Regions from separate parts of the Salmo salar genome. Here region 2 is linked to region 1. The links are chromatin contacts, called in public Hi-C maps. All regions are on one chromosome and are shown on one strand. Each heading gives the region's core, a stretch centred on a gene start, on an enhancer-like site or on the middle of the called end of the contact. The rest is flanking DNA. Distances are from core to core; before and after follow the strand shown. Region 1 holds the start of LOC106587262 (N-acetylgalactosamine-6-sulfatase). Region 2 holds the start of LOC106587257 (paraplegin-like).

What was found. Hi-C and Micro-C count contacts between places; a contact is called where the count stands out from the background.
Region 2: a Hi-C map of gill shows a contact between it and region 1, with 2.6 times the contacts expected there. The contact joins the promoter of LOC106587257 here to the promoter of LOC106587262 in region 1. A contact is called at or near these places in 3 of 3 Hi-C or Micro-C datasets (blood, gill and muscle).

What each region holds. Positions count from the first base shown.
Region 1 is chrssa26:15,395,296-15,400,025 of Ssal_v3.1, reverse strand. It overlaps LOC106587262 (N-acetylgalactosamine-6-sulfatase), which reads left to right and starts at 1,464. Exons shown (of 14, transcript XM_014175497.2): 1 at 1,464-1,744; 2 at 2,085-2,208. The coding sequence starts at 1,628. tpc2l (Trafficking protein particle complex subunit 2-like protein) reads right to left here and starts at 1,334. Exons shown (of 5, transcript NM_001141041.1): 1 at 1,293-1,334; 2 at 456-592; 3 at 267-354; 4 at 98-177; 5 at 1-10. The coding sequence starts at 1,325.
Region 2 is chrssa26:15,680,144-15,685,347 of Ssal_v3.1, reverse strand. LOC106587257 (paraplegin-like) reads left to right here and starts at 2,305. Exons shown (of 17, transcript XM_014175494.2): 1 at 2,305-3,234; 2 at 3,389-3,491; 3 at 3,577-3,669; 4 at 3,792-4,033; 5 at 4,433-4,572; 6 at 4,739-4,841; 7 at 4,934-5,059; 8 at 5,157-5,204. The coding sequence starts at 2,992.

The DNA of each region.
Region 1 (4,730 bases), core at 215-2,714:
GTCAAAGGCCCTGGAGAAAAAAGGTGTAAATCACAATGATTATAGCAATTTTGATATACACCATTACATAATTAACACTGTAGTGGGGATAGCTCACTTAGACTGAATGGTGTCTCCAGGATTGTAGAATGGGTTGCACATCACATCAGTAAATGAGTTGTGTAGCTTTCTGAACATCTGAAGGAAAGAATGTGTCAAGTAGTTTCATAAAAATCAGATCCCTCTGAAAGCCATTAAGCGAACCATACAGTCAGGGGTTGACTTACACTTCTAATCTCATTGTCCCGCAGAGATGTGTTTGACGAGTCCACGACAATGACAAACTTCACCTTGGAGTTTGTCACATAGCCATATCTGGTATGTCGGTAAAGGAGTATACATTCAATTTGATAGGAGAAAAAACATGATGCAGACAGGAATGAAATATACCATTTTTTTTCAAATGAGAAGGATACACTTTCTGGTCCTCTGTTGGGTACAGCAACCCAAGGTAAAGCTCTCTCTGGTCTGCCATAGCTTTGCCGACTGCTGAAATCTTCTCTTCCACCACATCCAGAGAGGTATGCACCGTGTAGTGGAACTTCAGTTCATTCTGTACAGGTACACTTCGGATGAACAGAGGATAATTCTAACAGAATAGGGCATTAATTAGTGCAACCTTACATAATAAAACCTCAATTCATCACAAAAGTTAAACTTGCCAAATACTTGCAGATAGAATGTATATGGTGCTGGACCACAGGTTGAGGGTGTGCAATCTTTTGTTCCAGCCCAACACTAACACACCTGCGGGCTTAATGATTAGCTAGTTTGTTAACATTGGCTGTGTTGGACTAGAATTTAAAAAAAAAAAAAACTCAACCTTTGGTTTGGACCAAGATTGAAGAACAGCATTGATCTGCATATGAATTGAATACGAATAGCGAACTACGCCTGAAACTTTCACCTGAAGTCTGACTTGATGCATTATTATTGTATGCTTATCTCTCAAATGAACTCTACGACATAGGCTACTAACTAGCTAGTCAGTTCTAAATAGGCCATACTCAATTTAGCTAACTAACTAGTTAGCCCAGCTGGCTAGCCACTACCTAGCCTTATAGCATCACAGTCACCACTCAGGTTCGTAGAGGGGTTGGGTTAAATGCGGAAGACACATTTCAGTTGAATGCATTCAGTTGTACAACTGACTAGGTATCCTCCTTTCCCATTGGAGGCTAGTGCATAAAAAAAAAAAAGCAAATTACATTCCATCAAATGTCGATGTAAATAGCATTCTTGTTTCATTTTACCTCTTTAGCAATGACAGCGATACAGACCGCCATCTTGGAATTATGTCTGCTGTGCCTGCCAAGGCGTATCACGTGACTGTGTGTGCTAGCTAAAGACAAGTCAGACAACTTCAATTTCTCCCGTAATTTTGTGTAACTGTTCATGGAAAATAACGGGACTTGTGTTTTTAAGCGTGTCTACATCGGATAGTAAAGTCAGCTTCACCCACTTGAATATGCGCAAGTGTTGCGCTAAAAAAAGCTCGTGAAAGCAAACAACGAGAGATCGTCATGTGCTTCCTGAATGTGTTATCATGTGACACTTCCTCATCGCGTTCTTCGTCTTGCTTTGTGCAATGGATGTCTGTCTAATTCAAACTTTGATATTGTTTTGTAGTTTAATATGTTGTTTTTGGGCAGATACTTCTTCAAACAAGTCGACTCCGAACATTATCATCATTCTTATGGATGACGTAAGATGTTGATGTATTTTTAGTTTGGGGAGTGTTACTTTTGGGGGATGAGACTTGAAAAACTAACTTTTATAATCTCGAAAACCTGTGGCATGATTACTCAAATGGAATGCTGACATGACTGGCTGTGTCCTCTCTGATTATATACCACGTATACTTGACATATTGACATACAATAATACACAGCATGCCAACATATGCTTTGTATATGGTCTCTGTCAGGACATGGTAACCATTTCTCTGCAACTCTATTTGAGATGTTGTGTTCTAATGTAAAGTCTGCTTATCAGAGCATGATGATCCACTAACATTTGACAGCTTGTTCCTCTAATGTTTTTAGATGGGCTGGGGAGATTTGGGAGTGTTTGGCCAGCCCTCCAAGGAGACCCCAAACCTTGACTCCATGGCTGCCCAGGGGATGCTGTTCCCCAACTTCTACGCAGCTAACCCCCTCTGCTCTCCATGTGAGTGTCAGCTACATACATGTCATACTTGATTAAAGTCCCAATCCTCTTGAATTCATAGATATAAAAACATATTACACTGATTATAAAGACAGAAGGAATTCATAGTCTGAATAGCTAGTGTGGTACCAATTCTGGATAGGAATTGGCACCACATGCATAAGAACCTGACTGTCAGTGCAACAGTCAATGATAACAATTCAATAATATTGTGATTGTCATTGTAGAGGAATAGTTGCAGTGATGGTAACGTCACTGTGATTAAGTGGGATTTGGGTGAGAGGTTGGTGGTAGGTGCAGGCATCCTTCAAAAGCCTTTTGAAACAATGTGACGCATACATCAGAAGCCTAAGCTGTGTGTGTCTGGGTGATAGAGGGGAGAAGACTCATTATGCTAATAGGGATAATACACTATTGAAATATGCTAATTATACCTAATTTGGGAATTTGAATAAACGTGTTATGCAAAATAGATCGACCCTTTTCTTTTTTCTAATTAATATTTAAGCAAATAAGACCTAATCAATTGCTTATCTCATATGTGTGTGTGATGCGAGTGCCTGAAGGAAGCCAAGTGCATCATACCTGGCTATTTGTATTAACGCCACGGAGAGGGTATTAGAGGATTCAGCCACTGAATGTTAATTAGAAAAGTAATCATATACTGAAATGGTACGTGGCTTAATCACAATATCCAGGGTGAGCTCCCATATACACTACCGTTCAAAAGTTTGGGGTCACTTAGAATTGTCCTTGTTTTTTTTTTTTTTTAAAGAAAAGCAAATTTTTTTGTCCTTTAAAATAACATCAAATTGATCAGAAATGCAGTGTAGACGTTGTAAATCACTATTGTAGCTGGAAACGGCAGATTTTTTTTAATGGAATATCTACATTGGCGTACAGAGGCCCATTATCAGCAACCATCACTCCTGTGTTCCAATGGCACATTGTGTTAGCTAATCCATGTTTATCATTTTAAAAGGCTATTTGATCATTAGAAAACCCTTTTGCAATTATGTTAGCAGAGCTGAAAACTGTTGTCCTGATTAAAGAAGCAATAAAACTGGCCTTCTTTACACTAGTTGAGTATCTGGAGCGTCAGCATTTGTGGGTTCGATTACAGGCTCAAAATGGCCAGAAACAAAGCACTTTCTTCTGAAGCTCGTCAGTCTATTCTTGTTCTGAGAAATTAAGGCTATTCCATGCGAGAAATGTCCAAGAAACTGAAGATCTCGTGCAACGCTGTGTACTACTCCCTTCACAGAGCACAAAGAGGAGTGGGAGGCCCCAGTGCACAACTGAGCAAGAGGCAAGTACATTAGAGTGTCTAGTTTGAGAAACCGACGCCTCCCAAGTCCTCAACTGGCAGCTTTATTAAATAGTACCCGCAAAACACCAGTCTCATCGTCAACAGTGAAGAGGCGACTCCGGGATGCTGGCCTTCTAAAGAAGGCTAGTTTTATTGCTTCTTTAATCAGGACAACAGTTTTCAGCTGTGTTAACATAACTGCAAAAGGGTTTTCTAATGATCTATTAGCCTTTTTAAAGGATCAACTTGGATTAGCTAACACAATGCGCCATTGAACACAGGAGTGATGGTTGCTGATAATGGGCCTCTGTATGCCTATGTAGATATTCCATTAAAAATAAGCCGTTTCCAGCTGCAATAGTCATTTACAACATTAACAATGTCTACACTGTATTTCTGATCAATTTGATGTTATTTTAATGGACAGAAAATGTCCATTAAACAAACAATTCTAAGTGACCCACTTATATATTTTTTACTTGAAAATATAGCCAGACGCAAAACCCAATGCTCAACTTGGTTCATTTTTTATTTTACCTTTATTTAACTAGGCAAGTCAGTTAAGAACAAATTCTTATTTTCAATGACAGCCTAGTGGGTTAACTGCCTTGTTCAGGGGCAGAACAACAGATTTGTACCTTGTCAGCTCAGGGATTCGAACTTGCATCCTTTCAGTTACTAGTCCAATGCTCTAACCACTAGGCTACGCTGCCTCCCCGGTTCATACATACATACATACATACATACATACATACATACATACATACATACATACATACATACATACATACATACATACATACATACATACATACATACATACATACAGTACCAGTCAAAAGTATGGACACACCTACTCATTCAAGGGTTTTTCTTAATTTGTACTATTTTCTATATTGTAGAATAACAGTGAAGACATTAAAACTATGAAATAACACATGGAATCATGTAGTAACCAAAAAAGTGTTAAACAAATGAAAATATTTGAAATATTTTAGGTTCTTCAAAGTAGCCACCCTTTACTTTGATGACAGCTTTGCACATACCTTTTTATTTATTTGTCTTTTTGTTATTTTTTCCTTTTATTTCTTTATTATTTCTTCATTTTTTTTACACCCTTTTTTTCTCCCGATTTCGTGATATCCAATTGGTAGTGATAGTCTTGTACCATCGCTGCAACTCCCGTACGGACTCAGGAGAGGCGAAACACGAC
Region 2 (5,204 bases), core at 1,056-3,555, 280 kb before region 1:
TATGGATCAAATCAAAGTACTAAATCTACATTGATACAATAATATGAAGGCGCGAACATGGTTGACCGAGTACTTCAGTTTCCATGGTTGGGGACCCATCTCCATTATACAGTTGGGAGAGCAAGCAAAGGAAATGGAGTACGAAGGTTGGGTGCACTTGACTTACCTCGCCCATCGTGATGGAGTGAGACACCTCATATCGTATTATTATCATTCACCTGAACAAACATATTATTGCATACTTGAATCTTATCGTAGTCCTACTCATGATGTCAGTTATAACCAAAGCACCTTTACAGGTAACTAGCACCCTAGTCTGACCCAAATGTCCAGATCACAGGTAGGACAGGTCTGAATAGCCTATTTCACTTCCAAAACACTCTTTCTCAGTGCGATCATCAATACATGATTTCTTACCGTTGACAACTACAGTCTCAATATCGTAATGTTGTTGATGATGATGATCTCTGCACACTTTGAAAGTGAGACGGGTTTGGGTTGTTTGGTAATGCATATCGATTGCACCCATTGAAGAGCGTCCTCTGCTGGGCGACAACATGACATGCACGGAGATGTAAGAAGCGCTATCATTGGTTAAGATAAAAAAATATATATTGAATCTATTTCCTCATTGGCTTATTTAAATGTTCGTCACGGTGATAGGATGGGCCTTTATTTTCTTTCAAAACATGATTTGTTTTTAGGTCCTCTACCATATTAAATGGACATACACGTTGTACTGCATGCTTTTAGGATAACTTTTTTTTATGTGACATGCTTCGTAAACAACAGGTGTGGACTAACAGTGAAATGCTTACTTACGGGCCCTTCCCAACAATGCAGAGAGAAAGAAAATATAAAAATAATTGTAAATAGTAAAGTAAAACACATAATAATATTAGATACACAATAAGTAACAATAACTTGGCTATATAGAAGAGGTACCAGTACCGAGTCCATGTGCAGGGGTACAAGGTAATTGAGGTAGATATGTACATATAACTAGAAATAAAGTGACAGATAATAGACAATAGCAGCAGTGTATGTGATCAAAAAAGTTTATGCAAAATAGGTAAATGCAAATATTTGGTTAACTATTTAACTAATCTGTACCTCTATATGGTTAACTATTTAACTAATCGTTACCGTTTGCCATGCGGTAGCAGGAGAGAACAGCCTATGACTTGGGTGGCTGCAGTCTTTGACAATTTTCATGCTTTCCTCTGACACCACCTAGTGTAGAGGTCCTTGTAGACTATACCAAAAATGATATACTCTGTGGTACAAGACTGAAGTAGAGCAGTTTGGGTGCTTCCTTGGTGTCCACATCACTAAGGATCTATCATGGTCCAAACACACCAACACAATTGTGAAGTGGTCACGACAACACCTCTTCCCTCAGGAGGCTGAAAATAATTTGCAATGGGCCTTTCAGATCCTCAAAAAGTTCCATAGCTGCACCTTGACTGGCTGCATCACTGCTTGGAATGGCAACTGCTTGGAATCTGACTGCAAGGTGTTACAGAGGGTAGTGCGTGTGGCCCAGTACAACACTGGAGTCAAGCTCCCTGACATCAAGGACGCAGCTATGGAACTTTTTGAGGATCTGAAAGGCCCATTGCAAATTATTTTCAGCCTCCTGAGGGAAGAGGTGTTGTCGTGACCACTTCACAATTGTGTTGGTGTGTTTGGACCATGATATATCCTTAGTGATGTGGACACCAAGGAAGCACCCAAACTGCTCTACTTCAGTCTTGTACCACAGAGTATATCATTTTTGGTATAGTCTACCAGGCAATTTAAAAAATTTTTAACCTTTATTTAAAGGTCAGATTTTGTCTGGTATTTCTTAGGCAGGGCAGCTTTTACAATCACAATGTCATACACAAACCTTTAGGAACAAGAAAACAACAACAAAACTCTCAAAGCTGTTTCACCATGATCTTACTGATAAAAGTATTAGAAATTTTATTTATTTCTAAATATAAACACAATGAATGCTCGATGCCATAGCTACCTCTGGTGGCTACTTTTGTAACTACAGCAGAGAAGTCCATAGAGACATTATTTAGCATACACAAGAGGCAGATACAGTAAAATACAATGATGTATCAGCGCACAAACACATTGTCAATAATAAGTGTATTTTTGTATTTTATTACAGTTAGCATCTATTCTTTGTGCCATTTTTATCTCAAGGAACGTGTTTGCGGGATGTGAAAATCCTGCGCAGGTAGAGCGCTCATGAAGCAATATCGTGACGTAACCCGATAAGGGTCAAAGGGCCGTTCAGTACTGAATATTTTATTTGATGTACTGTAGCTACTGTAACTGTGAGCAACAGGAAAAGGTCCTAGTCTAATATTAGTTTATTGACAATAAATTATATATTTTCCGCAAATTGAAAGTTATGTCTATCTCAGCGTGAACATAGAATCAAATCAGATATATAGATACTCTTTGGTCAAGGGATACGTATCTCTTGGGGTTAAAGTTCGGGGTTCAGCAAACACTTTTTAAATGTGTCAGGATATCTATGTGCTTATTTGCTCTCGTGGTCAGCCTAACAAGGAATTGGAATACCTATTTAATTCACTGACCTTGCTTCAATGATACAAATTCGTTACCAAAACAGAATGATGGGTACATCTACATTTCAGAGCATATCAAAGGATTTGTGAACGAAACCTTGTCGTTTAAGATACATAGACAGTTGTACATGTACTGAGGACGGATCAGTGTAAGGAGTGATATGTCTTTAATGTAGCAAACCATATTTATTATACTTATGTTGAATAACAACAGCTAGCTAACTATGTAGTTCTCTTTTTTATAACAAAATACCGCGCTGACCACTGCTGCAATCTCAAGGTCGAAAGCCTATTGTCATTACTGACGTTGGCTAGCCAGGTAGTGAATGCACTGTTAATGGTGACCATGTCAGTTTTATTAGCTAGCCAGCTATACTGTAGTTGTATCTAACCTGTGCGAATGTTCGGTAGCCTAGCAGGCAGGGAAATGGCAGCTCTGCGACGTGCCAGTTCTTGTAGAAATTACAAGACGATAATATGGACGGTGTCAGGACGCAGCAACTGTCAATTTGTCAACAAGCGTCCAAACAACGATGGCGCCAAACTGCAGCTATCGACATGTATGAACTGTAAAATGTTATCATGCTCACTTCGTCCATTGGTGACTCAACCATATAATGGCCTCAACCCTGGGCTCATTCAGGTTAGTTGCCTGTCTTTGTTTCCACCATGACAGTAGCTGACTGTCATTCATATCACACATAAGTACATATCCTCTGTCATGTACTTAGCTACTGTAACTGTGAGCAACAGGAAAAGGTCCTTGTCTAATATTATGTTACCACTTCTTTCTCCAGCAACTGCTACACAGACCCATGAGTCCCGGATTGACTGCAGTAAGTAAGCTACTGATCAAGAACAGCTTGTTCAAAAACCCTGTTGGCCTGTGGAATATTTTAGGTATGCAGCCACCCCCACCCACTAATTTGAAGATGATCTAATATTTCCCAGTCTGATGACACTGACTAGTAACCTATCATTGCAGGTTCCACAAATAATTTCAGCTCATCTCAGTCTAAACAACAAGATCAAAAGAACAGTGATGGACCCAAGGGAAAAACTCCAGAGGAAGATGAAGGTCAGTAAGAAACCTCAACACAGCATTGCATTCAGGCTACAGTCCTTTATACTAGCTATCTTGTGCCATGATGACACAGGTGAGTTGTTAGCTGCCCCTCTTAGTTCCCCATTGTCTTTCAGAGGAGAAGAAGCGGCGGGAGCAAGAGGATCAGATGTACAGGGAACGTCTGCGCACTCTCTTCATCATCGCCCTCGTCATGAGCCTCCTCAACTCCATCAATACCAGCGGGGGAAACATCTCCTGGAATGACTTTGTCAATGAGATGCTGGCCAAGGGTGAGGTATCTCGTGTGCAGGTGGTCCCGGAGAGCGACATGGTGGAAATCTACCTCCACCCTGGAGCAGTCATCTTCGGAAGGCCTGTACGTTCCTTTTCCTCATTCTAGAATCTGGACACTGATGTACAGTATACCACCAAGCAGAATCAAGGGGTTTGCCAGTTAACTTGCCTAAATATTCAGATAGTTTTTTAGAAAGATGAGCTTGGTCTAATGCGTTTTCATTTGTTGAATCAATATCTAAATTTAGCTTTTTAATTAACCAGAAAATCAATAGTTATTGCTGGTTGCTTATCAATGTTAGCTGGCTAACTCATTGATCCTACTTTGTAGTCTACCCCTCAGCTTTTAGAATCTTGATACATTCCATCCCCACTTTAATGTTGCGATGGCCATGTCACCTATTTATAAGCACAGGAATCTAGATGATGTTCAGTGAAATATGCCCCCCTTCACACGCTTCCTCCATCCATCTGTGTGCAGAGGCTGGCTCTGATGTACCGTATGCAGGTGGCCAACATTGACAAATTTGAGGAGAAGCTCAGAGCTGCAGAAGAGGAGCTGAACATTGACGCCAAGGACAGGATACCAGTCTCCTACAAGCGCACTGGCTTCTTTGGAAAGTGAGTACCTGACTCTCAACCAACAGATGTATCTGTGATGTGATCATGAAAGAATGAATATCACATTCATGCCATGGTTAGGTAATATGTTTATACCGCAATAACATGTAATATGATTTTCCATGGCATTGGTACAATGCTGCTTTTGTCTCTGTGCACTTTACAGTGCACTTTATGCCCTTGGAATGGCTGCCATTGGGGTGGCAATCCTGTGGTATATTTTCCGCCTGGCCGGCATGGGTGGAAAAGAGGGAGGCTTCAGTGCATTTGTAAGTAGGGGCTGTTGAACTGTTTTTTTCTTTACTAGTGGTCTTAGCCATTTTGTTGTGTTTCTCATGCTTGTCTGTGACGTGCTCAACAGAACCAGCTGAAAATGGCCAAGTTCACTATTGTGAATGGCAAGTCTGGGAAGGGTGTGAGTTTCAAAGATGTGGCGGGCATGCACGAGGCAAAAATGGAGGTGAAGGAGTTTGTTGACTATTTGAAGGTAAGATGGAAAATGTAAAGAGGTGATTTGTGTGACGGTTATTAGCAATGTCACCAGGTACCTCAGTGTCTTGCTGACCCCTGATTTCTCTTGGCAGTGCCCAGACAGGTACCTCAACCTGGGGGCCAAAGTCCCTAAGGGCTCC